Linked DNA regions of Mus musculus: all the other regions are linked to region 2. Evidence: chromatin contacts called from public HiChIP or PLAC-seq and promoter capture Hi-C data. All regions are on one chromosome and are shown on one strand. The core of a region is the stretch at or near the end of the contact, and the rest is flanking DNA. Distances in the headings are between cores, read along the strand shown.

Region 1 (6,907 bases), core at 2,990-5,489, 660 kb after region 2:
CAAGCACACAGTAGGTATCTGAGCCACAATGGTCTGCCACTCCATACCTTTTACTGTTTATCCTCTAACCATCTCCAAGTCCGAGTTCTTCCAAGAAATGGGGCCACAGGTAAGGAATAGAGGGGACCCTTCAGCTGCCCAAAGCTTGTAGGGGACATTAGGGGGCTTCCAAGCCAGACCCACAAGGCCACACCCACCCTCAAGAAACAGCTGATACCCAGCAAGAGCAAAGCTGCTCCTGGGGCAGCTGAGAAAGGCACCCATCCCCATGCCTGCTGGCCAGGCCCACGAAGCCGTATTTGGTACTATAGGCCTGAAGGCTAACGAGGGTGCGGGGCCAGGATCTCTGAGGTCCCCACAGACTCACACTGCCTCTGTTGTTGTCACCTCAGCAGTCAAGGAGGAACACGAGAGCTTTAGGACATCTCTGTGGGTGAGAATGGGCACAGGGAACAGCTCAGAGTAGGAGGCCAGCATTTGAGGCCACCTCCACGGAAGGCCACCTCTCCCTAGCCAGTTTACCTTGCAGCTAAAGGGTGACTGGGCTACACTGTGATCTCCAAGGCTTGGGCACCAGAAGTCCACATGGACTTCTCCATCATGGGGTCCCCTCTGGAGACTCCCAGTCTTGCCAAGCCTACAATACCCCTTATAGGCGTGTTTAAAGGCTCTCTTCCCCTTCTCCATCCTGGGTGTCCCAGGGCTTCCAGGCTTCAGTCCCAGCAACTGAAGGAGCACCTATGTGTTTCTTGCCCCACCAACCTCTCAAACACCCCCATTTGCAACTCAAACCAAATCTTCCCTACACAGTGAAACTGACTTACGGTTCCTTACTGTTTCTGTATGCGGGACACTCCAGAGCTCACACCCACTACAGCTCTGGCCACATCACAAGACGGCTGCCACTGAAGCCGCAGGGAACATTTATGGAACACTAACCTCATGCCAGGCTTCATCAGGTCCCAAAGAAGTAACTTCCTGGGAGATAGGGAGGCAGGCAGGCCCTAGGGCTTAGTGGAAACTTCCCCGAGGGTAGATAACTGCCCTCAGTAAATGTGTCTGTGAGCAACGGAAAGGTGCAGCCTGTCCCTGGGAGGGCCCTAGGCTCTGGGTCAGAAGCACACAGGCTACCACAGAAGCTCCAACACCTCCTGGCCTCTGTTCCCATCCATATAGTGGAGAGAATACGAGCCTCTGCACTGGCAGGCCATTAACAAATTAAATTAGCTGGCCCAGCTCTGGGCCCTCAACTCCTTCCTGGGGCCAGTACCTCTGGAAAAGCCCCTTTGTCACCACAGCTCCTCTGAAGCATCAGCAGCCATGCCTGAACCCAGTCCCAGACAGCTCTCTTCGTTCTTGCTTTATCTACCGTTTTTCCCTGCTGTCTGCCCCCTTACCCTCTGCTCCCCAGCAACCCTCCGGAGACGTAGGCTTAGCTTCCCCCTCCTGCTGCCCATGAGCTGCCCCCTTGTCTGCCTCTCGTCAGTGTCAGTCCCTGGCAGGACTCCAATGACAGTCCACAGGGAGGGGTAACTGTGCCCATGTTTCACTCACAGCACAGCCCTGGACACAGCCCAGCCACCAGGCCCAGCTGCATCTGTTGCAGGAAGGGTCTTGCCCAGAGCAGGAGTTAGGATCAGGGAATTGAGACCGACTATTGAGCAAAGCTCACAGTATACTAGCAGACCCTGCCCGGGGGCTGGCAAGGACCACAGAGATGGCTGAGACTGATGACGCAGTCACTTCCACAATAGCTTTGTGCCAAAGCCTTTGGGTGCCATGACTGGTCATACCAACTATGGCTCCAGGCACCGGAGGCCTGGCTGAGCCAGAGGAAACTGTCTGCCGGCTGTACTAGCCCCAGTGTCGCAGAGCCTAGAGGTGCCACTGTGGCCAGTGTTGTTACTGTTATTGCTGCCATGTTAGTTCACTGCTAGAGAGCCACTCAGTACTGCCCAGTCCTGCCTAGGGCAGAGCAGAGAGAAACACAGGAGTCTGCATAAAAAGCCTTCTGATTCGGGGAAAATGAGGCAAACCTTCTGTTTTGACCTAACATGTTGCATGGCTCTGGAAGCACCTGCCGCGGATACCTCTCCCAACACAGCACAGCCTCCTAAACCTCCCTCCACTAGACACACATCTACAGGGGACCTTGCCTAGAGAGCTCAGTGATAGAGGACAAATCCATCACGCCATTGTGCCCACCCAACCCAAGACAGATGGGAACAATTAGGGCTTGAAGTACACAAATGTCAGTCCTGTGTGAACACTGTATTTACAAGGCACTTTCTGTCCGCATATAGCAGTATCTCAATGGAGAAGATGGTCCAGCAGCACCAGCTCTACCTACCTTGTCCCTAAGGATGTCTGAGCCTCCCCCACCCCCCATCCCCGTTCCCACAATGCTGAGGCTGGTCTGGTGGGCCATATGCCCACAGCCATGCATTTATTCTCACGAGTGGCTCAGCCTATCCAGGGTCACCTGCTATGACAAAGACCCTTGTGTCTCCTGACCAATTGGAGGGACCCCTTGAACACAACTGATGATTTCAGAAGAACTGAGAAGTCTCTTTGGGGTTCCCCTACAGACCCTAAAGGGATGCAGAGGAAGGAATATTCAAGGAGAAGCCTGGTACTCAGATCCGCCTCCCCTCCCTGGCCCTCTCCTGTTCATGGGCAGATTTTGGTAAAGGGGTCCCAAATCAGGCACCTGGTGCAGTGCCAGGCTGGAGTGAGTCTAGTCAGGTGGGACAGCAGCCAGGGCGGGCTTTTGCTTATCTCTCAAAGAGTGTGTAAAGGCTGGGAGCCTAAGCCTTGTGGGTTTCCACCTTGGAGGAGGCGGCAGCTGATTTCTGTGAGCATGTGGGCACCTAGGCAATCCAGAGAGCTGAAGCCTCTAACCAGTGCTCAGGAGGTGGATGCCAAGGCCAGGAAGTCCCTAGATCATTACTGCCAGCTTTGGGCTTGGGTACAGGTAGTAAGGAAGAAACTAGAAAGGACCAAAGACAGTATCACACTCTGGGAATGGCCAGAGGGGCAGCCCCAATCCCACCAGGTCTATCAGTAGGGCGGCAGAACCTCCTAGAACTGGAGGCCTTCACCAAAGGACAATTTCTTGTGAGCTCTAAGGTAGTCATAGGACATGTGCACAAATTAAGGCAGGTACGGGTGTCCGGGTGTTGGGTGTCTAGGGCCTCAGCTCTCCCGCTCTCCCCCAAAGCTCTTCATAGGCTCGCCACCCCAGCTGCCTCTTCCAAAGGGTGCAGTTCCCCCACAGGACACCAGAATAGACTTGTGCGTCTAGGAGAGACTCTGCACTGAGCCCCTTTTGGGGTTTCTCAAGACCAAATTTAAGAAGCAAAAGGTGCCCTGGACTTGCAGGCTAGATGGATGGTTAAGAACCACCTCCAGACTATTTTGACTCCATTACAGCACAGGCGACGGGAAAGAAATGTCTCCAAAGATCCCAGGTCTTAGCCGGGAGCATTCTCAGGTCGCTAGCCAAACCTGTGCACTCACTCTGTACCCCATCTTGATCACAGGTCTCTCGGGTAAGGTCACGCCTAGGACCTATGCCGCGCGCAAAAGTGGCTCCGCCCGCTGCTTTACGAGCCCCCTCAATCCAGCCGGCCGAGGGGAATCAAGAGCTCCTCAAAGTTTCCGAGAGCCGCCCCTCCCGCCCCCGCAACACATATATACACCCCTGGAAAGACGTTAGCCCGGAGCAAAGTTCCCTGGTGGCTGTAGCCCGAAACATGGCAGGGGAAGAAAAGCTCTCTGTCAGCATTTCATCTGGTGGTTCACCACGGGAAAGGAGAAAAAGGAACGGAGGGAGCTCTTCTGCCTCACCTTCCCTGTTGCTGCACCACCCCTCGTTCACCCGGGGCGGGAAGCTGTCTGCGGGGAACTGGGGCCGAGCGGGTGGGCCGTGCGCCCGCGGCCGCGCTCTTACCTCGGTCAGTGGCCGGGGCGCGGCGCGTCCCGCGTCCTCCAAGCTCCGCGCGGCCGTTCCCGGTCCCGGCCGCCGCTGCGCTGGCTGCATTGCCACCGTTGCCGCCGCCGCCTCAGCGCAGCCCCTGGGAGCGCTCCACGCCGAGGGGCGCGTCGCTCCCGGGCGCTGGGTGCCACCAGCCAGCCATAGGTCGGGGGCGCACGCCCAGACGGCGCCCCCAGCCACTCGGCGCTCGCTCCGGGCTCGCCGCTGGCTTCTGTCGCTCAGTCCCGCGACAAGAAGCGCCGACCCACCCCCTCCCCCGCCGCAGTTATCTGATCCCGGGCAGGGCCGGGCGCGCTCCCCTGAGCCGGGTGTGGGTGTCCTGCACCTCCCAACGGGCTTCGATCGTACAGGGCACCCTCCCCCGGCGACCGTTCTCAGGGAGGCGGTGGCAGCGCAGTCGCGGCGTGGCCGGGGGAAGACGGGGAACGAGGAATGGAGGGCGAGGAGGCGGCGGGAGGCAGAAGCTCTGCGCGCACCCAGCTCCGCGCCCCGCTGCCACAGTAGCCCTTCTCGGTAACTCCTCCAACTCTCCGCCAAAAGCACGCCCGCCCTGCGCCGCGGCGCCGCTGATCCCGCCCACCACCGCCCTGGCCTGGCCCGGTGGCCCCTCTTGGCCCCAGCTGCCCCCCACACGCACCAGCCACTTGCGCACTGGAGCGCGCGCGCGCGAACACATACGCGCGCACGCGCGTGGCACACACACACCCATACACACACATCTTCCTGGGGACACGCGCACACACAGGTGCATGGCGAGCATATAATAAATACTCAGACTACAGGCAGGCAAGGGAATCTGGACGGGCTGCACACAGCAGGATAGCAAGCTCAGGCGACACCTGCACGAGATGCATGTGATGAGGAGCGCGGTGGCTAAGGTGCACAGGTGCAGTCATAGTCACATATGCACATACGGGGTGGGATCAGTCAACACATCCACACAGGCTCGCTTCTGAGCTCACGCGTTCTTTCCCCTTACACACCAAAGCACAGGGTTACAGGCACACCCCATCCTCTTTAAACACCATATCGCTTCTTCCCATCATGTGTTGTATTTAGCTTTCATCTCTTGCTTTTTCTGTGCTCCTCCTTCTGGCCTTTCTGCTGATTTGATTCCATGTGACTCCCCTCCCCTTGCCCACTCTTGTCTGGAAGGCACCCCTGGTACTCTCCTCTCCCAGTCTCCTGGAGCCTATTGTCTGGGCCTCGCCTCCTGCAGAGCCTGGACCTTTCAGCCTAGCAGACAGATCAGCCTAGCTGGCCTCAGGGAAATCCCATTTTATCATAGAGCTGACCCCCAGCTCAACCCTAACACTGAAGAACCAGGTCAAGAAGGCTGGTCTGCAGGCAGAACACAAGCTTCACAAAACTCCCCAGCCCCCTGGTCTCCAGCCTCTCTGTAATGTGAAATATAATTATGCATTTGAATAGCAGAGACACTCGATGCAGGATCCTAGCCAAGAAGCGCAGCTTTCTGGCCACCCAGATGCCCAGGCTCTGGAAGCTTCTTCAGCGCTCTGCAAAACCCACCATCCCACCTCCAGGAGCCGACTCCTCATCCAGACCCCAGAGTCCCCAGAAAACTCTCCCACTTTGGGTTATGCTTACCCTAACTCAACTGAGCAACCCTGAGCGCCAGGTACAACAGCACTGGGTCTCTGGATTCCCTGTGATCACATGGACATCATGAGGTTCCCTGAGTTATGGCACTGGGGTGAGGGTTAAAAGAGATGAGCGCATGTACAGTTCTTAGCTGAGGAAGGGGCTGAGTCAAACGGCTGGTGGGTCTTGGGTGTTCAAGCAATCTGTGCTGGCCTCTGTGCCAAGGACTTAGCTAGAGTTACTCTGCTGCCATTACGATCCTCTGGGAGGCCATATGATCTATGGACCCACTTTACAGATAAAGACATTGAGGCTCATCAAGGAATAGTTGCTTATCTAGTTTCACAGTGGTAGGGAGAGGTGTCTCAGAACCAAGTGTGTCCTTCAGATGGCCATGCCTTCCTGTCTAGTCACTGTTAGGGGCTGCAATAGAGAGAAAACGGGTAACCCCAGGGACTCTATTCCCAGGTCCCCAGGCCCCCAGGCCTGCCTTGGACAGGCACATGATGTCCTGATGTCTACCTTCTCCTGAATGAACAAGGAGAAAAATGGCTCAGATGTCCCTGGTCCACTCTACCCAGCCCTGGTGTCCAGAACACAGAAGCCAAAGGCAGGAGTAAGGAAAAAATCCCCCCCCCACAGTCTCTACCCTCTCTGGGAGAGCAAATTCAGGTTGCATTCGGGGGCCTCCACCAGACATCCTAAAGAGCTCACAGCATGCTGGTAGACAAGAAAACGGACAAAACATTACAGGGCTCCACTAGGTCTAGGATCTTAGGCTGATCCTATAATGAGTTCAAGGGTGGAGCATACATCCGCATATACAGCCACACTCGGCTGCTTTTCTGAGCAAGGATCTCAGAGGCCTGCGTAAAGCCAGGGTAGGGTTTTTCCCCCTACCCTTTCATCAGCCACATTTCACAGATAGAACCAGCATCTTGTCCAAGGTCACCTAACAAAAAAGACCCACCAGAGAAACCACCCCAACTCCCATAAGCACTCAAGAGCTCTGCACTCTAGACTTCCCATCCCACCCTCCAGCTTACAAGCAGGGACCAGCTTCATTTCTTAACCAAAATCTCATCTCTTTTTGGGACATCGTGAGTCTTCTACCAGGCTCATGGTCATAACCTTCCTATGGAGAGCAAACCCATGCTCAAGATACAGTGACAGAGGTCAGAGGACAGCCATACAGGAGACTCTCTCTAAGCAGGGCTCCAGGTGTGGACAGGGTGGGTCATACCATCCCTATCTCAGGAAAAGACATCCTGCCTCCCTCCAGAGCTGAGGGAGGGAATTTTCTAGAAT
Region 2 (6,476 bases), core at 1,495-3,994:
AGAAGACAGAAGAGCTCCTACAGGGAGGAGCAAGGAGAGGGCGGGCAAATCGCTCTGTCAGCATCCACCGGCGTCTGGGCCTGCCCCAGGAGGCTGGGAAGCAGTAGCGAGGAGTAAAGACTCAAGCCACCTAGGTCAGCTGCTCCTCCCAGGTCCTGCTTGTCACTGCTACCAGGTACCACAACGCCTGGGTAGATCCCAGAGTGCAACAGGTCTAAGTGACCTTGGGCAGGGACAACTAATGAGTCTGGTCTCAGTTTCTCCATGTGAAAAAAAGAGGCAGATAACACTACCTGAGATTATAAAGTGTTCATACTCCACCAAAGCTATTATTACAGCCTTCCCACGTACTGTGTGGGCCATAAGACAAAGATCGGGGAACAGGGACTCACACAGGTCCACAGGGGAGGGGCTTGGCCCAAGACAGCATGGTGGGGGTGTAAACAAACTCTTGATCTCTGTAAATGGACATGCCCTCTGTCAATTGAGGTTCCTATGGGACTCCCTGCTGTGGGGTACAGGCGCCAGGTGTAGGTAGCAGAGGGCAATGCCTCTACACGATAGGCAGTCAGAAGTCACCCACTCTGGTGCCACACACACAGATGGGGCTCACACTAAGATCAATGTCTTTCTGTCACTGTAGACAGGTGCCATCAATAACAAACCTGGGGGAGTGGAATTGGGTGCAAACGAAGCTATGGGTCTGCAAGGAGTGGCTACATCACAGCTGTGGGCACAATGATGTAGACAGGAAGCCCTAAGGGTACAACTTGGCCCCAGGCACCCCTATCTGTCCTTATCATTGACTGGCCCTATGTCATTCTGTCTGCAGAAGATTAGAGCCTGTAGCTGTTCCCAGGCCAAGCTGGAAAGTGGACGTGGCCTCCTTCCTGCTGTAAGAGCACTGGCACAGCAGGTTGGGCCCCATTCAGTCTTTCTCCCTCCTCTCAAGGGACTGGGCTCTGCCACAGTGGGAGTCACCCCTGGCCCTTTTTAGGGGCAACAGACTCCCAACTATTCTCAGGTGTCCAGAGTATTATTCAGTCCTTCCTCCTTCCTGCCACCCAATACCCTACCATCACAATGGCTAGAGATGCAAAGTGTACCTACAGACTAGAAACCCTCAGTTAGTGGCCCCATGGACAGAGCCTCGACTCTGGGGGAAAGCTGAGCCACCTCAGCTACTGACCCACTTTTGGTCTCTGCCCAAGAGCTCCCCAGGCCCTGTCAGCCAGATCAGTCCCCAGGGTAGACACCTGGCCTTGTACACTGACTGCCTCATTCTGGACCCGGACAGTGAAGGGGTCAGACCCAGGTAGGAACACTCTCACTACCACCTGAAGACAGACCTGCTCTAGATATATCGCAACTTGCTGGGCTACCTTGCCTGTCAAATCAGGCACACCTCTGCTCATTCATGGCCACCCAGCTATGGTTTGACTGTCTGTACAAGCATTGTACACAGCTTCTCAAGATGTGTGTGTGTCAGTATGGAGCAGTCACCCAAAGCCGGGCACTGTGCAGCCCAGTCAACGGCTGTCAGCTAAGGGAATCCACACAAGGCCTGAAGAGCCTCTTGATGGCAAACCACAACCTAAGTAAATACCCTCACCTCTTCCACTGGTGAAAACCTTCAATAGGTACCACCTGCTCTGGCCTGGACAGCTGCTGCTACTGTAGCACTCAGAGAAAAGCTTGGAGAACCACCACCAGCCACACAGCACAGCTAGGAAGCAGGCAGATTTCCTCAGGGCTCCAGACCAGCCTCCACGTCTCTCCCGAGACCCCTGCCAGCAAGCTCATGTATGTGTGCAAGCTTCTATCTGCTCCTGGGTCTGAGACGAGATAAGGGAGAGTGGGTGAGAGAAAGGCCGCATTCCTCCCACACAGCTCATGGTTTGCATTTGGGGAACTCAGAAACACTCCAGGAGGGCACAGAAGCCCACTCAGCCTGGAAGCCCAGTGCCACCTGCTAGAGGGAGTGGACATTCAGCTTCTGATCACCGGAGGAGGCAACCGAGAGGCCAGTCAGAGGTCCAGGGGCTGTCTCGGTGCCCATGCGTGCTGGGTGAATGGGGGTCTCGCCGTGGCGCCTCACCTTCTGCGCCTGGCTGACCATCTTGCGCACCACTTCCTTGATGTGCGGCTGCCCGTCGATGGGTGGCTGCATGTAGACGCTGGCCCGGGTCACACCTCGGTAGGCAATGGTGTCAGGCCAGCCCAGGTCCAGCTGCGGGATGGAGCGGTCCGACTTCTGGGGCCAATACTCCAGCGAGGGCAGCGTCTCCGTGGCTGGGGGCCCGCCCGCCGCACTGGTCTCCTCGCTGGCATCCGCGCCTCCGTTGTCCTGGGGTTCGGGGCGGCGGCCCGAGACCCGCGGGTCCTCAGAGCCCGGGTCGTACACCTCGATGGCCTCCACGATACGCGAAAGCTCCAGCTCCGAAAGAAAGTCGCGGATGTTCTCGCGCTTCAGCACCTCGTAGAAGGCGTCGCGACCCCGGGCCACCAGGGCCTCCAGGGCCAGCCTCTGCTCCTCGCTGTAGAAGAACTCGGGCTTCGACTCGCTGGATCGCCAGTTCACGTGGTTGTCGTCCAGACACTGCACCTGGGAGAAGGCCATGGTGGCCCTCGCTGTGGGAACGCGGCCCGACGGGCACCGCGCTCTCAGGCTCCGGGGCCTCGGCGCCTCTGAGAACCGCACCTGAGGGAATCAGCAAAAGACCGCGGTCGGGGTCAGAGGGCGGGCGGGGGCGTGGCGAAGGAAGGGGCGTGGCGGGTAGTGTGTGGGCGGAGCGAGGCGTGGCGAGGTTAGCCAGAGCCGTCCAGGGCCGCGGTTGTCCTCTGCCTCTGTCTTGGGATCCGCCTGAGGTTCTCGGAATCCTGGGAATAAGCTGGGGCTGACGGGGACCCTCGCCCCAGTCCGGAGTAAGAGCCGGGACGCCAGCCCAAGTGAGGCTCGCAAACCCGGAGGAGGGACTTGCTTACCAAGCAGGTGGCGCCGTGCAGACCGGACGACCCGAGGAACCACAGGCGTTGGTGGTGGCACCGGGCTGGACCGCCGGTGACTAAGGGCGGTCCCGCCCACCCTGCCACCCTCACCTGGGGTCACGTGCGGCCCCGGGGGCGGAGCCGGAAGCTGATTCATCTCCTCAGACGGCGCAAGGCTGGACAATTTGCTGCCTCTAAGCCTCGTGGAAGTCTTCCTCTGCCCCCCAGTCCCGCTGGCGATCCTGGTCCATCTCTGGCCCGGTTCTGTCTTGCGGGTGGGATGCTCAGCTGTCCAGTTGTAGACTGAAGGTTGGGTCGTGGGCCGAGGCCCAGCTCCAGCTCCAACTGCTTCCACACTCTTGCTCTCCATGTGCACAGACCAGATACAGATTAGTCCTGAGCCCAACTGCTTGCTGGGATCCCACCTAGCAGAACCTGGTGCACCTCACATGCCTGAACCCTGCGCCAGAAAAGGGTAGAGAGAACCAAGCTGTGCTCAAACGCAGCTCTTGGCTGTTCCCCAGTGATGGAGACCATTAGGTCCTTATCTGAGGGCAGGATGTCAGGTGCAGTTTGGCAAAGGGCTCCTTCCTGAAGCTTCTTGTTTCAGGACACCAGGCCAATACTGCCCTGTCTTTCTAGCCTACTTACCATCTCTGGGTCAGGATAGAGCTGGTTTGAGTCCCAGTGGACCCTGGCCTTAACCTAATGAGGACAAGCTAATGGCAACATTGTACCCTCCAGACATGTCCTCACTGTTCATTTTCCAGTAAGGCCTCCTTGCCCTGCATTCACTGCTTTCAAAGCTTCAAAGCCTAGTTAGCATCCTTGGAGTCCTCACCACTGATCCCCAGACTCAAACCCTTCACCTCTAGCCTCAAAGTCCTCATCAGGCCTTACACTGGGTGAACACTGTGGTTCATACCTGCTCTTGCTTGGCACTCTTGCCCACCTCGGGCACCTGAGTCACCTCCTTACCTCCCATTCCCAAGGAGCAGAGAGGGGCAGTGATGAGTGTGAGTCTTGTACCCTCAACAAAGATGTGCTGACCCTCAGTTTATTCTCTTGTTCTTACCACTGTGGAGTTCCCGGCTTCATTAAGGAACCTGGCCCTCTGGCTGGAAGGCTCATCTGCTCCACTCAAGTCACAAGAAGCTGTAAAGAGTGAATGGAGAGGCTATTCATTTTCTCCAGTTTCATCTGATATGACTGTCTTGGCCAGAAAATCCTTTGGGCCATCCACAGAGCTGCATCAGATCTTGTGTGTGTGTGTGTGTGTGTGTGTGTGTGTGTGTGTGCGTGCGCGTGAGCGCTGGGGAGTGGGGTATACAGCCTTGTCATTATGTATAGGTTTAACAACCATTACCATCAAGATATGCACACCTCTAATCCCAGGACTTGGAATGCGTGGCAGGATTACAGAATTGCAGGCTGGAGGCCAACCAAAGCTAGCAGGATTGTGACACTGCAGAGCCCTTACTTATTAGAACTAAGCAGCCAGGTCCCCACCCCAACCTTGACAGCCATTTTCTATCTCCTAATCCCGTGGAAATGGCAGCATCATTAGCAAATTTCCAGAGTGCGGTCTAGAATTCTGGGCTGTCTTCTAGCCCCACCAACAATGTGAATGTCTTTCATGTGGCCAACACATGCTCATTATCCATTTGCATATTTGTATAGGATATTATTGTGGTTACTTATTTATTTTGCAGTTCGAGGGATGAGGCCTAGCCTTTCATATGGTAAATAAGCACTCTATGCTCCAGTAGTCTTATTGTGCTATGAATCCTGATGGCTTTTGTTGTCCTTGTTAGGGTTTCTATTGTGATGAAACACCATGGCCAATAGCAACTTGAAAATGAAAGGGTTTATTTTCCTTATACTTCCAGGTAACAGTCCCTCCTCTAGGAAAGGCAAGGTAGGAACTCAAGGCAAGAACCCAGAAGCTGGAATTGAAGCAGAGGCCATGGGGGTTCTACTTACTGGCTTACTTCACATGGCTTTCTCGGTCTACTCACTTAGAGAACCCAAGACCACCAGCCCAGGGGTGGCCCCACCCGCAATGGGCTGGGCGCCCCCCCCCCCCATCAATCACTATTTTAAAAAATGTCCTGCAGGCTTATCTACAGCTTGATCTTATGGAGACATTTTCTCAGTTAAGGTTCCCTCCTTTCTCTCTCGCCTGACTCTAGCTAGCATCTCAGGTGTCTGCCTGCCTTCCGAATGTCCTCTTCATTGAGGGTCTGTTTGTAGCTTGGCTCGTTTCTTGATGGCTTCCTTTCCTGAGCCTCTAGCACTCTTTGTGTATTGTAGATACAGAGTCTTTGTTTGGTGTGTGTGTGGGGGGGGGGGGGGAGTATGGTCTCTCCCAGTCTGCAGCACCTCTCATGGCACTGAACAAAGGGTGTCACTTCACCCGTGTTACCTGTCACACATCATGTTTTTGGTGTAGTGTCAAAGAACTTTTGATCTAGCCCCAAGAGTTTGATCTGTTGTTAGTATTCCAATCTGTGATACATTTTGAGCTGAGTTTACAGAAAGTTTGATCTTTGAGGTTAGGTTTTTGTCATATCCAGGAAGAAACGGCCTTGAAGACATTAAAGAATTACTCAGTACTGTACAGCAAGGGTCTGGGAAAACCAGTGTCCTGGTGGAACCCATGTGCCTTTTCCCAGAACCTACGAGCCAAACAGCATCTGGGCAGGCTCCTCGAGATGGGCCAGGCTGTACTAGGTGGAATGTAGCGAGCATCTTGATTACCTTGAGAGGGTCATTCAGCTAGCTGGTCAACACACTTGGGCAGCATTTGCCATGTGTTGGCTATGCTAGGCCTGTGTGAAACCCAGGATTCTCTCAGGGACCTCATAGCCTTAGTGTGATGGGAAACAAGGCTGACAGAAGTTTTATGGTTATTGGTGCTGATATTGCTACTAGACCTGGAGAAACCAAACATCTGTGAGTTCAGAGGAATGAGCTTAAATTCTTTAGGCTTATGAGGAGGGAAGGGTGATCCAAGGAATGGGAACAGCAGATGCAGAGGCTCAGAGATGTCCCTAAGAGCTTGGGTGCTGCCTGCTGTTGAGGAATGAAGGTAGTCAAGGGTTTGGCACAATCCCACCCTTGTGACCCTCTGTGGAGTATGGGGAAACGAAGTGGGAACTTGTGGTTTCTTTGGAAAGTCAGTTGTGTTGGGTGGTGTTTTGCTGGGGCAGACATGTGAAAGGGTGTTTTTGTGAAGAGGACACAGGTGAAAGGATGTTTTTGTTAAAGCAAACATATGAAAGGACACATGATGTCTGATGGGAAGGTACACAAGAGACAGTGGATGACACTGGATGGTATTGGTATGCCTTACTATTGCTTATTGGTCATTGTTTGTTGGGACTTCATAGAGAGAAACACACCAAAACACTTCCAGTGGTGTGCTGGTCGCTTCTTGCTGCTTCTGAGGACTCGGGCCGATTGGCAGAGTAATGTAAGCTGATAAA
Region 3 (6,547 bases), core at 1,252-3,751, 850 kb after region 2:
CAGTGTCCTTAATCACTGAGCCATCTCTCCAGCCCCCTCAGGGAAAAAAAACAAAAAAAAAACAAAAAAAAACAAAAAACTGAGCAAAGATTCTTTCCACTATAGCAAGTAGTTTCTCACAGTCTGTTCTCTATAAGGAAAAGTCTACTTAACCTGCTAATCCATGTACTAGAATAAAAATAAATGATCCCAAACGAACTCTTAATGTTGGAAAGGAAAAATTAAACAAGCAAGGAAGGGTCACCCGGCTCATAAAATAAGAAATTTCTAAGTCTGAAAGTTCGTAAAACTTTCAAGACTCAACAAGGCCTGCCGGTCCTGACAGCTGTATGAATAAACACCATGCTGAGGAGAGGTCAGAGAGCAAATGATTGCTGACAGAGAAGGCTGTTCAGTGGTGGAGCTGCCTGCAAGGTGAACAGAAACCAATAATGTAGCTCCCATTCTGAGACGGGCATTTCAGGGATGCAGACGCCTTTGAATTACGTTTCTTCTATGTAATTCCTCACCCAGTCACCTTAATAAACTCACCCATTTACCAAGCTAGACTTGGATGAACTTGCTCTCTAGCTAGAGTGAATAGACATTTTGTATCTTCCAAAAAAAAGTAAGTCTACCTGGGTCTGGCCTCCAGCTCCTGACCTTGTGACCTCCTGCCTGGGGAGTAATTGCAACTACCAGCATCCCCCCCAAGTGCCTGGCACTAGGGTTTGAGGAGGAACCTGGGCCTCCATACTAAGCGGGTGCACAGGACTTGTAACAATCTTTCAATAATTTCTCTTACAATGACCAACTCAAAGGCAATCTTGGTTCCCTGGATGAGCATGGCTTTTGCATAGAGGAATGTATCTAAAAGCCTGCCTCCCCTCATTAATTTGCTGCAGCTAAGCTTCCAGGACTCTTCCGAAATGTAGAGATACTACTACTGACTTCATACTCTGCTGTGATGAGGAAAGTGGGTATCTACAATAGACAGATAGTGGTGGGTACTCCAGTTAGTTTCCCTTCCTGCACTTCTAAAACAAGTAGGTCTTGATGCCTAATTCAAACCTTATCACTAAGGGGTCCCTTGCCACCTGCTACTTCTCTAAAGCTTTCCACTACCCCTACAGGGTTACAAGACTGAAAAGTCTTTACAGGCAATTCCACTAAAAGTAGTAAGTACGGGGCTGGAGAGATGTCTCATTAGTTAAGAGCACTGACTGCTCTTCCGAAGGTCCTGAGTTCAATTCCCAGCAACCACATGGTGGCTCACAACCATCCGTAATGTGATCTGATGCCCTCTTCTGGTGTATCTAAAGACAGCTACAGTGGGGCCAAGGGCTTCCAAGGCTGTGGGTTATGGGAAGCTCTAAGGACAGAGGGCCAATGAAGGCTGTGGATATGCACAGTGGAGACTCTTTTAGTTACTGTATTGACATTGCCTGCACTGTGTATTGCTCAGACAGGATGTGCTGGGCACTAAAGATCATGCTGCCCTGGCACCCAAGTGTTAAGGTCAGCCCTTCAACCCTCTGCTTGACCATGTGAGCATCCTGGATCCCAAACATGAGATCCTGCCCACCACCACCATCTCAGAACAAAAAGGTGGGAAGCCAGAGCCAACTAACATGTCCCAGTCAGTGCCTACAGGGTCTTAGCAGCTGTGTCTGGAGGCTGGCTGTTGTCCTGTAAAGACATTTAATAAAATATCGCATAAAAAGGAAAAATAACAAAAGTAAATACCCACCTGAGAGCTAGTGCAAGTGTTTGTGTGGAAAGGCGTATGTATTAACTCTCAAATCACTATACTAAAGGCTAATGAACTGAGAGTAATGTATGAGTACCATGTGTTGAGTACATGTAGCCACTAGCTAAGCCCTTGCAAGCAAAAACTTATTTACTCTTCACTACTGCCATATTTCTAAAGTTTTAACTGAAGAAACGGTCGCTGAATGTTTAAGGCATCCACCCACAGTTGCACCTGCTAACCGGCACAGTTAGGGTTGGAAGTGTCTAATCTAAGAAAGCTGTTCTCATGGATGTTCCAAAGTCAGAATCTTGCTCGCCCTTTCCGAAAACCCAGATCTCCTAACCATCCCCGGGCAGGAGTGCCACTGGGGTCATGCCACAGTAGCTATGCACACGCGACCTTGCGCGCTCTAGGCTCCAGACCCTGAAACGCACACACAGAGACCAGGTGATCTCCGCGATGAGCGTGCCGGGGCGGAGTGCCTGAACCCTGCTTCCTTCACTGTGGGGCGCCGCGGGGAACCGGAAGCTATCAGGATCCACAGCCTCCCCAGAACGTGCTCAGCCTCACTCAGTCACTTAAAGCAGATGTACCCCGCGCCTCCGCTTTAGACAGGACACCGTCCTCATTTCCACTCACCAAGAGGTTGCAACATCCCTAGCCTTTACCTAAAGGACGGAGAGATCATGGTCAATCAACTTCATGCTCCCGCCTCGGAATTGACGAAATGCAGCTTGGTTCCGTCCAATCACAATACTCGGGAAGCACATGCGCTCTGAAGATGCGCCCAACAGAGGTAGAGTTTAGCCTTTGCGGTCTAAATGACGTCAGTCTGCTTAAGTCCTATACCGTAAATCTTCCGGAGGAAAATTCTAAGTAGTGGTTTGGGTTCCATCGGTTTTCAGAAAAAACTGAACTTGCTCTGCAAAGCTGAGTTTGATGGCATATGGCTGTTATCCGAGTACTTGAGAAATGAAGGGAGGCAGCTCAGGAATACAAGGTCCCCTTTGGGCTAGGCTGCATGACACTGCTTCAAAAAGCAAAAATAAATGCTACAGTTGCCAAGATTATTATAAACGGCGATGTGATGTTGTTACAAAGATGGGGAGAGGGGGCTCGGTTTTTGTTTTTGTTTTTTAAGGAGGTTAGAAACAGACCTACACATAAGTAGTCACTTTTCCTTCCAACAAGGAGCCACATTTAACACAACTAGGAACGTACTATTCTAGTATTACTATTATATATATATATATATATATATATATATATATATATATATGTATATATATATATTACATACATACATTATATACATACATACATATATACATAAATACATATGTGTACATATATACATATATATACATACATATATGTCACTATTACATGTAATATTAATACTATTAATAGTGCTAAGTCTAGGAACTTTCTTTATTCTTTTTCTTTCTTTCTTTCTCCCCCTCACCCCGCCTCTTTTTGGGTTTTTGAGACCAGTGCTTTCTTTATGTAGCCTTGGCTGTCTTGGAACTCGTTCTTTACACCAGGCTGACCTCGAACTCACAGAGATCTGCCAGCCTCTGCCTTCCAAGTGCTGTGAGTTCAAGACTAGCCTGGTCTACATCGCGAGTTTCAGGACACCCAGGACTACAGAGAGAGACCTTGTCTCAAGATAATAATTATAACAACAACGTCAACAACACAAGAGAGTGTATAAGCAATACAATTTGTAATACATATAGCTGGAAATAAATTTTATTTCAAAAGATACAAAGTTTGCAGAAAAAATTATTATCTTAGTTTTTCAAGACAGGGTCTCTCTGTGTAGTCCCAGTTGTCCTGGAATTTACCCTGTAGACCAGGCTGGCCTCAGAGATCTGCCTGCCTCTGCCTTCTGAGTGATGGGATTAAGGGCATGAGCCACTATTGCTCAGCAAATTTATTGTATGTTCATTATTGACTGTTTATTGTAGATGAGAGGAGCTTGCATAAAGATATTTCATGCAAGTTTATAATGTACTTTGGGCATACTCTCCTCCATTCTCTCTAGCCTCCTCTTTCCACCCCCACTTAAGTGTAAGGAGTCACACAGACACACACCCTTCTCTGTGTAAGCTGAAGCCAAGTAGAGAGTTGAGTCGGAATTCCATCCCTCACTGACAAGACCACTTCCCACGTGTGAAAAGAGGCCATGCAGAGAGCAATAACTAAACACTCTTTCCCCTCCCAGTGTCAATGGAGACTTATTAGAAGTCTGGACTTCCATTTGTACCAAATAGTAACAAAGAGTTCCTCTAGGTGTCAGTGAAGGACAAGTGGAATTTACAGACTTCCACATCCATCTGCCAATAGCAAAAAGGCATAAGATTATCCTGCCAAAGTATTGTCCAAGGAAGCCAGCTTAAATGGAAAATGGAAATAGGATTCAGACTCTTAAGGTACTTAGAAGTCCAGGTTTCTGTCAAAAAGCACTAGCTTTGGGCTAGAATATATAGCACAATGTTAGAGTACTTGTAAGCATATGCAATGCACTCAGTTTTATCCGTAGCACAAGAATGAAAATTGAAAAGCATATGTTTTTAATAAGAAACTGAACTTTTTTCTTTTTTAACATTTTTTATATTTTTATTAGTCCTTTGAGAATTTTGTACAATTTTTAAAAAAGATTTATTTATTTTATGTATGTGAGTACACTGTCCTTCTCTTCAGACACACCAGAAGAGGGCATCAGATCCCCATTACAGATGGTTGTGAGCCACCATGTGGTTGCTCGGAATTGACCTCAAGACCTCTGGAAGAACAGCCACTGCTCTTAACCACTGAGCTGTCTCCAGGTCAACCTTTTTCTTTTAAAATCTTTATATGTATGGCTGCCTCACCTACATATATGTTTATGTACTAATTGTGTGCCAAGTTCCCAGAATCTCTAGAAGAGGTTATCAGATATACTGATACTGGAGTTATAGGTGAATGTGAGCTGCCTTGTGGGTACTGGGAATTTAAACTGGGTCCTCTGGAAGAGCAGCCAGTGCTCTTAACTACTGAGCCATTCATCTAGACCCTCCCCACCCCCGATAGATAACTTTTAGATGGTGCCTCTCCTCTCCCTCAGGTGCCTCTTCCTCACTATCTTGCTGGCTTTGGACCTCTTCTCCTCAATAAGCTTAAACAATATATCTATTTCTGAGTCCTTCAACAGCAGCTGCCATTGGGAACAACAAAGAAAGGAGACTCAGGTGACAGGGAAATATCTGCTTGGTCCTGGATCAGCAAGCTAAGAAGTTTCATGGATATTCTATCAGTTAGGGTTCTCCAAAGGAACAAAGCTCAATAGTTTATATATAGATATAAAACAAAATGAGATAGATAGATAGATAGATAGATAGATAGATAGATAGATAGATAGATAGAATTGATAGAATATATATATGGATGGGGTGTGAGTGTGTGTGTGTGTGTGTGTGTGTGTGTGTGTGTGTGTGTGTGCATTTTATTAGAGTACCTTACAGGATACAGTCCAGGTAGCCCTACAAAGTCTTTCTCACTGTGGAAAAGCCAAAGTCTGCTAGTTCACTCAGTCCTCAGTCCATGAGGCTGGCTGTATCAGCAGATCAGCAGTCTCAGTGTGGTTCTGAAGTACTTGGTGGAGTCCCAGAGAGCTGCTGGCATTCAGTCTACATTGGAATCCTAAAGAAGTTGGACTTAGCACCAGCCCTAGAAACAGCACAGATGCACTTGCCAGCAAGAGTAAGGGCAAGCAGGAAGCAAACCAAAGCTTTCTTCTTCCACGTTCTTTTATCTGGGTTGCCACTAGAAGGTGTGGTCTTGATTTAGAGTGGGTCTTCCTGTTTCAAATAACCTGATTAAGGAAAATCCCTCACAAGGGTGCCTAGCAGTTTGGGTCCCAGTTAATTTCAGATGTATTCAAGCAGGCAAACAAGATTAGTGATCACATTCTCTAGTGAGCTCCCAGGAGATGTAACAGCTTTACGGACAGAATGAGAGAGATTAGTTCTGCCCTACTTAGCTTTATGCTCCTATTCAGTAAGAAGCGACAATGTACTGGATGATCCTCTGAGCTCCCATCTTCAGGAGTTCATCTGGGCCTGCTCGAAACTGACCATTCATAAAGGAGGGGGTGGGAAAAGCCATGGAACCCTCACCTGAGTATCCAGCTACCCTTCCACCAAGTTATATGCAGTTCTTCCCTTGGAGCCTGGAAGGAGGGGCTAGAGTATCTAGGTATGTAAGAACCAAGAGGGGGAGCTCCAGTTATGGGGCCATGGGTTAACCATCATCCCTGCAGGGTACAGATCTTTCCATATCAGCATTAAGGTCACCAATCCTCTTGCCTTTAATCCCGGACCAATTGCTCTGTTGGTCCTATTAGCAAGCCTATTCATTGGTTCCCCTCAAGTGTACCTTGGTGGAATCAAACTTTGATTTGTCATTGTGACCCTGAGGGGTGAGTAGATGTTTCTTAGCATGTCCTACAAAACCCAGGGTGATGTAACCACAGGCTTTTCTACCAGTACACCACTTCCTGAAATAATGACTCTGAGACTTAATTATATCTGAATGCCTAAGCCACAAGCTTTGGCTCATTCCTTAACTAACCCTGGGCTCATAACTTAATTAACCTGTGTATTCTATTCTGTGAGATCCACATGGCTGGTTACCTCTTCTCAGTTTCATGTGCCTGTCTCCTGAGAGTTAGGGCGAATCTCCTCTTGCACCTGACTCTATCCCAGAGTTTCTCCCTCCCTACTGGAACTCCCACCTCCTTGTTCCTGACTCAGCTCATTGGTCAATCAGCCT
Region 4 (7,130 bases), core at 2,409-4,908, 910 kb after region 2:
CTGTGGCCCTGTCTGTCTCCTTCATTTTAAGAGGGTGCACACTTGTACAGACCAGGAATCTGCTTGTAATTCAGGCACTGGGCAGTAACCATTCAATGACCATTGAAAAAGGTCTATTCAATAAGTCAACTTTATTTTCCTATTTTCTTGGAACACAGGAATAACCTACCTAGATATCTATGTGAATGAGGCTTGACGGGGGAGCACCATAACTCTGAAGGGATTTCAAACAAGGGCAGGACAAAGTCCTTTGACTCCTCACTTTCAGAGCAAATAGAACAGCAGAGTACAAGTTATTGGAGTTCTATATCTTCCACAGTGACAGCCACAATCCTTTACACCATTGTGACTGGAATCAGAACGTAAGATCTTCAAGTCCAGCTATTCTCTGACTTCACTGAACGAAGACTGCTGTGTTTACCCAAGACAAATGGAATCAGAATCTGACTGGGGAGTCACGATTCAGGGCATATAAATATAAGTAGCGTGTCTGCCTAGCATGCTCAGGGCCTGGGTTCTATCGATAGAACCACTTACATTCACAAGGAAATTAATTCTCCCAAACAGTTCTGACATGGAAGTGGGGCTGAGCCAGGATTGGCAATCTCTTAGCAACTGTGAATCCCCTGCCCCGTGATAAGAGAAGGCAACAGGATCAAGAGTGATTTGCCAAAGGAAAGAACAGTGAGTAGGGTTAGCCACTGTCTAGGAAGCAGGCTTTCCTTTTTAGGGTCCACAGATCCTAAACCTGCTTCATCTCGTAATGTTTAGGGCTCTTCCCCACCTCCTGGAACCAGTTACCTTTGTAGGCCAATAAGCTTCCACTTCTGGAAATCCATAATATGCAAAGGGGAAGAAATCCAGTGCTTCACCGGCTTGGCATAGCAGCCATAGTTGGGAACAAAGATGGACAGTGCAGTCACCAGCTTCCTGACAATGGTTTCATCTTCGCCCAGGACCACAAGTGTCCTCCCACTGAGCAGGGAGTAGATGGCTGGGTGGGCAAAAGGGTACTGGCGGATGAATTTTAAGGCATTCTGGCCAGCTCTCTTTTTGTGCCTCTCAGAGGATAGGCCAGCAGGAGGTGCTGAGGGGATTCTGTCTGAGCTGGTAGAGGCCGCACTGCCCATGTAGCTAGTGGTATCCGAGTAGTTATCCAGGCTCATCTTACTAACATCTCGGCTAGCCAGAAGGCAGCTTGGATCCAGCTCATAAGCTGGGAACATTTCACAACTGTTGTCTCGGGGAGAAGGGTCAGTGTTTTCCACTCCGAAGTCCACGTGGAGCCCCTGGTCCTTCTGTATGTAGCGCTGTGGGGGAATGCTCACCACACTGTCCTCATCAGAAAGAGTGTAGGCTGGGGTTGGGAGAGGCACCAAGTGACCTTCACTCTCCTTTCCAATACAGCAGCTGGAGTCTATTTGGGATGGGATATTTTCCAAGTTGCCCTCCTGAGTCTCATCCGGTTCTGGTGAGCCGGCACTTGCCTGGAAATGGATGGCCCCCTCATTATCCGCATAGGCTTCTTCTTCATTAATGGCACTTGGGTAACTGGCCTTAAAGTCATCAGGAATGAGGGCCTCAGAAGGGCAGGTACTTAAGACTTCAATGCTGTCCTCGCTGATTGTCCTGTGGCTGACCGCTTTGCTACGGACTACATGGGGGCTCAATGGCACGGTGAGGCTGGCCTGGCTGTCAGATTTCGACAACACAGAGGCTGACTTCTCGGTGCCCAGCACCTCAATGCTTTCCCCACTACTGATGCTCCCTTTCATATCCATATCCAGGTAGTCCAGGTTCTCTTGGGGGTCAAAACTGCGTGCCTCTGTTGCCTCCACCCCCGTGTACTCTTCATCGCCAAGTTCCTGCTCCATCTTGATCAATACAGACTCCACACTGGACTTGTAAGAGCCAACGCTAATTAACACTTTAGGAATGGGGCATTCTTCTACAGGCTTGGGAGGCAGCCTGTCCTGACTGGGCTGAGAGGGTACATTCTCTTGCTTTTCCATCCTGTCATCCACCTCTACAAAATCTTCAAAGAGGAAATTCGTTATGGGCTGTTGTTTTCGAAGCACTCTGTCAATCTGACTGGTCAGGAGGTAGCACAGGTCTCCTCTGAACATGTGTTCAATGTGGCTAAGCTGGGCCAGGGTCTGAGTGAAATACTCAGTGTCACAGAGTTCCTCCAAGGTCTTCAACTTCTTGTCAAAACACTTGGTGGACTTTGCTTTGATGAGTTTGGGGGTGTAAGCCGGTCTGCAGGTATAAAGGTCTGCATTAGCGGACTCCTCAGGATTAGAGGTAGTGGATACCTGGTCAGCCTGATCCTGGGTATGCTCTGTATCACCAGGCTGCAAGTCAGGGATCTTCGTCTTCTGACGAGGGTATGAGCGGATCTGCCTCAGCAAATCTTGATGTTCGATGATGGACTTCTCCACATTGGCCAGTTCATTGGCTTTCTCAATCGCCTGAGAAGAATAAAAACCCTTGTCGTTGGCTTTCTTCTGGATCTCGGTTTCTGTGTGTAGCACTGTCCTTGTGTAATCCAAGTCTTTCAGCTTTTTTTCAAGTTCCCCAGCGAATGCCTTCCTGTTGCCCATCTTCAAGCACTCAGATGCTTTGGAAAATTCGGCCGAGAGCTCTTGGAACTGCTGCATGATTTTATGCTGGTCTGCGGAGATATAAGCCATACAAAAGGGCCTCACAAAGCCCCTGGCCTCCAGGTCGTACAAGGTGAGGTGGTGCACATATGCAAAGGCCCCTTCCTTAGAGTCTCCCAGTACCACTTTAGAGTCTTCCACAAAGTTCAACTTGGGGTAGGCAGAACCGGGAGGATGGCCTACGAATGAAGCCTGGTAATCCACCGACATAATCCGCAAAGAGAAGTAATTAAGATCAAAAGTGCCAAAAACTTTGGTGTCATTGGGGATGGTAAGCAAGGGCTGGGGTCCCACCTGCTCAGAGAACTCGGAAATGAGGATGAAGTCCCTGGAGAACTTGGCCCCAGACAGTTTAGACCAGGGGTTTGCCCCCTGGCTGGCATAAGGAAAGAGAGGGACTGAGTACTCCTCAGGCAAAGCGGGCTCATTGTAAGGTTCTTCCTCGTATTCATCTTCCTTGGTGAAGGCCACCACATCAGGGGCGCTGATCATATTTCCTGAAATATGGCAAGCACATTGAGAGGAAATGGAAAATAATGTAGGGTTGGTCGGAGGGAGAGTCAGGCCTCTGGATGCGAAAACGAAGTTCTTGCGGCCTTCTTTGCACTTCCGGGGATCCTAAACTGCCCTGTCACACAACGAAGAACTCGAATTGCCGCAGACTCTCAAGGTTTGGGACCTGTGATGCCCTGGGCAAGCCTCATGAACTCCAAAGCTGCAGGTCCAGATGACGGAGGCTGGCCATTCTCCAGCGTTTGCCCGGGCCGGCGCAAGGTTCCTGAAGCTAGGTCACCAGCACTCCCCGGAACCTACCGGCGACATCAACAGTCCCAGCTCTGATCGTGTCATTAATCCTCGCCACGGGCTACCGCAGAATCAGTCAAATGAGTCTCCCCACGACCTAAGGGCAGAAACTGTCGCCGCTCCTAGGACCGTACTGTCCCAGGGAAGCTACCGCGGCACCGCCATCTTGGTATCACATGACTCCCCAGCATCAGCGTCGCGTGACCCGGAAACGCCCACACAGACTTCCAAGTTAGTGGCGCCTTTTAAGAGGCCCTGCCAATCAGATCTTCCAGAGGACAAGTCCCGTTAACTACCCATTGTCATAAAGAAAAGGAAAGTAGAATACAGTGGGGTGGAAGGGAGGAGGAGAAACGGTGTTGGAGGAACGTGCACAGGGCATGAGGCATTCTGGGAGTTGTAGTTCAAGGCTGCTTAGTGGCGCAGTGGGCGGAAGTTGTCTGTGAGCGCGAGTTTAAGCGAGACTCGGACGTGTGGGTTTCTGATCGAGGCGGCAGTTGCCTGGAAAAACTGCATTTATTAAGGTGGCTCTCACAGTTCCTCGTGGCTTTTCCTCTGGGTTCTCCAGCATGCACGGGCACCCGTGGAGTTGCTGCTGGAGCAGGACCTAGGGAATGATCTTCCCGGTCACCCTCTTAGCGTTTCAGTGGCACCGACGGCCTGGAGGCCGTGCCCTGTCCCGCGCTGCCATGGAAGTGGCCTTCCGAGGAGTGCGAAAAGTTCTCTGCGTGGCGGAGAAAAACGACGCTGCCAAGGGGATCGCCGACTTGCTGTCCAACGGGCGTATGAGGCGGGTAAGAAGCACTTGGGTTCTGCTTCCCTGAGGAACGCCCACAAAGTCCGACAGCGCGTTGGGTACCGGGAGCCCGGGCGAAAGCGACTCCGCCTATTTTGCGAGAGGCCCCTCCCGGCCGCCCTCACTTCTCGGTTTCTCCCTAGCCTTCAGGCTTTTTGTAAATGTAAAACCTTTTCACGCTTTTGATAGACCTTTGCTCGCCGGATCTGTCTGCTCGGCTCACATACCAGTGGAGCATTGCTCTCCCTTCTTTGGGTCTGGAGTGTGAGAACACGTGTATTTTAAAACTCTTCCTTGGTCAATCACAAGTTCAGTAGTATTGGAAAGCGGTAACCAACTCCTTTATCTTGGCGTTCAAGCCTTACTTATGGAATCCTGTCCCTGCCTTCTGCAGACCCTGTGACTAGGGTGGTGGCACCCTAGGGGTAACACTTAGGTTTAGGAACTAGAGAAGTCAATTACTACTCCTATAGACTGATTCTAAGATACACGAAAGATAGGATTGTCTCCTGACAAAACGGAGGTGAGAAGGGTAAAACCCCAAGGACTGTTGCGTTATCATTCAGCTGGAGGCCCTTCCTAGGAGCTGTTCCCTTTTCTTTGCAAACAGTTGGATCTCCAGACCTCTGCCTCCAGTTTTAAAATACCCGGAAGGGGGAGCCAAGGTTAGGTGGGCGCTGGCCCCTAACTACTTCACCTCTTAAAAATGTCTTTGAGTAATAATTTTTTCTTTTCTGTTTTGGAGACAGGGGTCTCACGATGTAGCCCTGGCTGTCCTGGAACTTGCTAAGTAGATCAGGCTGGCCTTGAACAATGGAGATCTGTTTGCCTCTGTCTTCTAAGTACTGGGGTTACAGACTGACATTCAGCCTAACTACTGCTTAGATCTCTCTCTCTTTTATTTTTTAATGTCTATGGGTGTTTTCCCTACATGTATGCCTGTGTATCAGACACATGCCCACCGAGGCCAGAAAGGGTATCAGATCTGGTTGTGAGCCACTATGTGAGATATGGGAATCGAACCTAAGTACTCTGAAAGAGCAGCAAGTGCTCTTAACTATTGAGTCATCTCTCCAGCCCCTTAAATGTCTTTTTTTAAGGAGCGCCCCCTGCCCCCCATACACGCACACACTTGGCCGGGGATTCTTTTCTCCCTCTCCCCCACCCCCTCTCTTTCTCTCGATGGCTAGTTGGTTGGTTTTTGGAGACAGGTTCCTCTGTGGTGTAGTCCTGTTTGTCCTGGAACTCACTATGTAGACCAAGCCAGGGCTTCTGAATCCTGTACCATCACAACACTTAGAAGGCATCTACAGTAATGAGACTGCCAAAGCTGGAATAAAAGAGATTGTTGCTGCTTTGTCCATACCATTGAGTAGATTGGAATTGAGTCTTTAAAACTGTATTTTATTCAGAGGGCTGGCAACCCTAGAAGACAGCTTGTCTCCAGCTGGCAGGTTATATAGAGACAATGGGGGTGAGGTAGAGAATGAAAGGCGGTCAGTCGCTTTGGAGTTCAATCGTGCCCCCTGGTCAGCCATATTTTGAGATTTGTGTTGTTCTGTAAGGATAAGTAAGAGTTAAGTTTGTAGGAAGAAATAAAAGATGAGAAACTAGATGAGCTCAAACAGCTAAAGCAATTGATATTTAATGCCAGAAATGTGGTGTTTGTAGTTCTGACTATGACATGACCAGGGCACAGGACCTCAGCACTCAATGATCAGGGTCCAAGAGAATACACATTTCTTGCTTCAGGCTGGGATTTTTGTAGCTAAGGATAGGGAGTGGGTGAGAGGGATTTGTTTGGGGCAGAATGAGGAAGTTAGCTGTTTTCCTTAGATAAGCAGTTTGGTCTGACTGCCAGGTCTGTTGTCTCTGCCACCACTGGGTATCTGGAGTTGGGCCTGCTGCCTTCTGCAATCCTTAAATATTTATTTCTTGGAACTTTGATCTCAGTTCCAGGAACTTGGCTTTTGGGGAGATTCATGTTTCAATTTGGAAGAAATGTCGTACAAGCTTAAGTGTGGTAAAGTATGGGTTGTATGACCATTATACTGTCTAGTTCCAGAAGGTAACTTTTGTCTCTTTATTTTTTTTAAGATTTATTTATTAATTATGTGAATACACTGTAGTTGTCTTCAGACACTTCAGAAGAGGGAGTCAGATCTTATTACAGATGGTTGTGAGCTACCATATGGTTGCTGGCATTTGAACTCAGGACCTTCAGAAGAGCAGTCAGTGCTCTTAACCACTGAGCCATCTCTCCAGCCCAACTTTTGTCTCTTTAAAAGAGCAAGTACCATTGTTAGCTCTGTCATGCCCACCACAGTTAGCCCGCTCTGCTGTTAACTATTGATGTTGTTAGGGGGTTGGAGTTTTTGTGTTAAGAGTCTCATTCATGTAGCTGACTTGAGGTTGACCATAAAGTTGCTAGGAGTGGAGGCTGGCCATAAACTTTTTTTTTCTTTCTTTCTTTAAACTGGAATAATCAGTTTATCTTATTTTTATTTTTGTGCATGTGGTGTGTGTGTGTTTGTATGTGTGTGTGCACGAGTGTGCAAGCACATGCTTGTGCCCTTGAAGGCCAGAAAAGAGCCCTGGGGCCTCTGCAGTTATAAGCAGGGAAGGCCCCTTGATGTGGGTGATCTTCTGGAAGAGCAGCAAGCACTCTTAAGCACTGAGCCATCACAGTTTTACCAAACTTAAATGGTTGTGAGATATTTCCTCCAGATTGAAACATGAATTCTGACACCCGCCCCCCAAAGACAGAAAGCTCAGGTCTTGAAACTGAATTCAGTGTTGCTCAGGGTTCCAGGAAGTAGCAGAAGGCAGATGGCCCAACTCCAGACATCCAGGCCTTGAAATCTTAA

Evidence for each region. Promoter capture Hi-C pulls out the DNA fragments that hold promoters and counts their contacts. HiChIP or PLAC-seq counts read pairs in DNA pulled down with a chosen protein or histone mark.
Region 1: a promoter capture Hi-C map of hematopoietic stem and progenitor cells shows a contact between it and region 2, with 2.8 times the contacts expected there. The contact joins the promoter of Kcnj12 here to the promoter of Fam83g in region 2. A contact is called at or near these places in 2 of 39 promoter capture datasets (hematopoietic stem and progenitor cells and liver) and 1 of 115 datasets of contacts at active chromatin or transcription factors (forebrain).
Region 3: a contact with region 2 is called in a promoter capture Hi-C map of pre-B cells, with 2.4 times the contacts expected there. The contact joins the promoter of Dhrs7b here to the promoter of Fam83g in region 2. A contact is called at or near these places in 4 of 39 promoter capture datasets (embryonic stem cells, frontonasal cranial neural crest, liver and 1 more).
Region 4: an H3K4me3 HiChIP or PLAC-seq map of bone marrow-derived macrophages shows a contact between it and region 2, with 5 times the contacts expected there. The contact joins the promoter of Smcr8 here to the promoter of Fam83g in region 2. A contact is called at or near these places in 3 of 39 promoter capture datasets (liver, second pharyngeal arch cranial neural crest and stem cell-derived epiblast-like cells) and 1 of 115 datasets of contacts at active chromatin or transcription factors (bone marrow-derived macrophages).

What each region holds. Positions count from the first base shown.
Region 1 is chr11:61,019,896-61,026,802 of GRCm38.p6, reverse strand. Kcnj12 (potassium inwardly-rectifying channel, subfamily J, member 12) reads right to left here and starts at 4,239. Exons shown (of 2, transcript NM_001267593.1): 1 at 3,953-4,239.
Region 2 is chr11:61,680,678-61,687,153 of GRCm38.p6, reverse strand. Fam83g (family with sequence similarity 83, member G) reads right to left here and starts at 2,744. Exons shown (of 5, transcript NM_178618.3): 1 at 2,099-2,744. The coding sequence starts at 2,620. All of the region lies in intron 9 of Slc5a10 (solute carrier family 5 (sodium/glucose cotransporter), member 10), which reads left to right.
Region 3 is chr11:60,826,585-60,833,131 of GRCm38.p6, reverse strand. It overlaps Dhrs7b (dehydrogenase/reductase (SDR family) member 7B), which reads right to left and starts at 2,501. Exons shown (of 7, transcript NM_145428.2): 1 at 2,401-2,501. The coding sequence starts at 2,420.
Region 4 is chr11:60,774,053-60,781,182 of GRCm38.p6, reverse strand. It overlaps Smcr8 (Smith-Magenis syndrome chromosome region, candidate 8 homolog (human)), which reads right to left and starts at 3,658. Exons shown (of 2, transcript NM_001085440.1): 1 at 802-3,658. The coding sequence starts at 3,155. It overlaps Top3a (topoisomerase (DNA) III alpha), which reads left to right and starts at 3,818. Exons shown (of 19, transcript NM_009410.3): 1 at 3,818-4,261. The coding sequence starts at 4,082.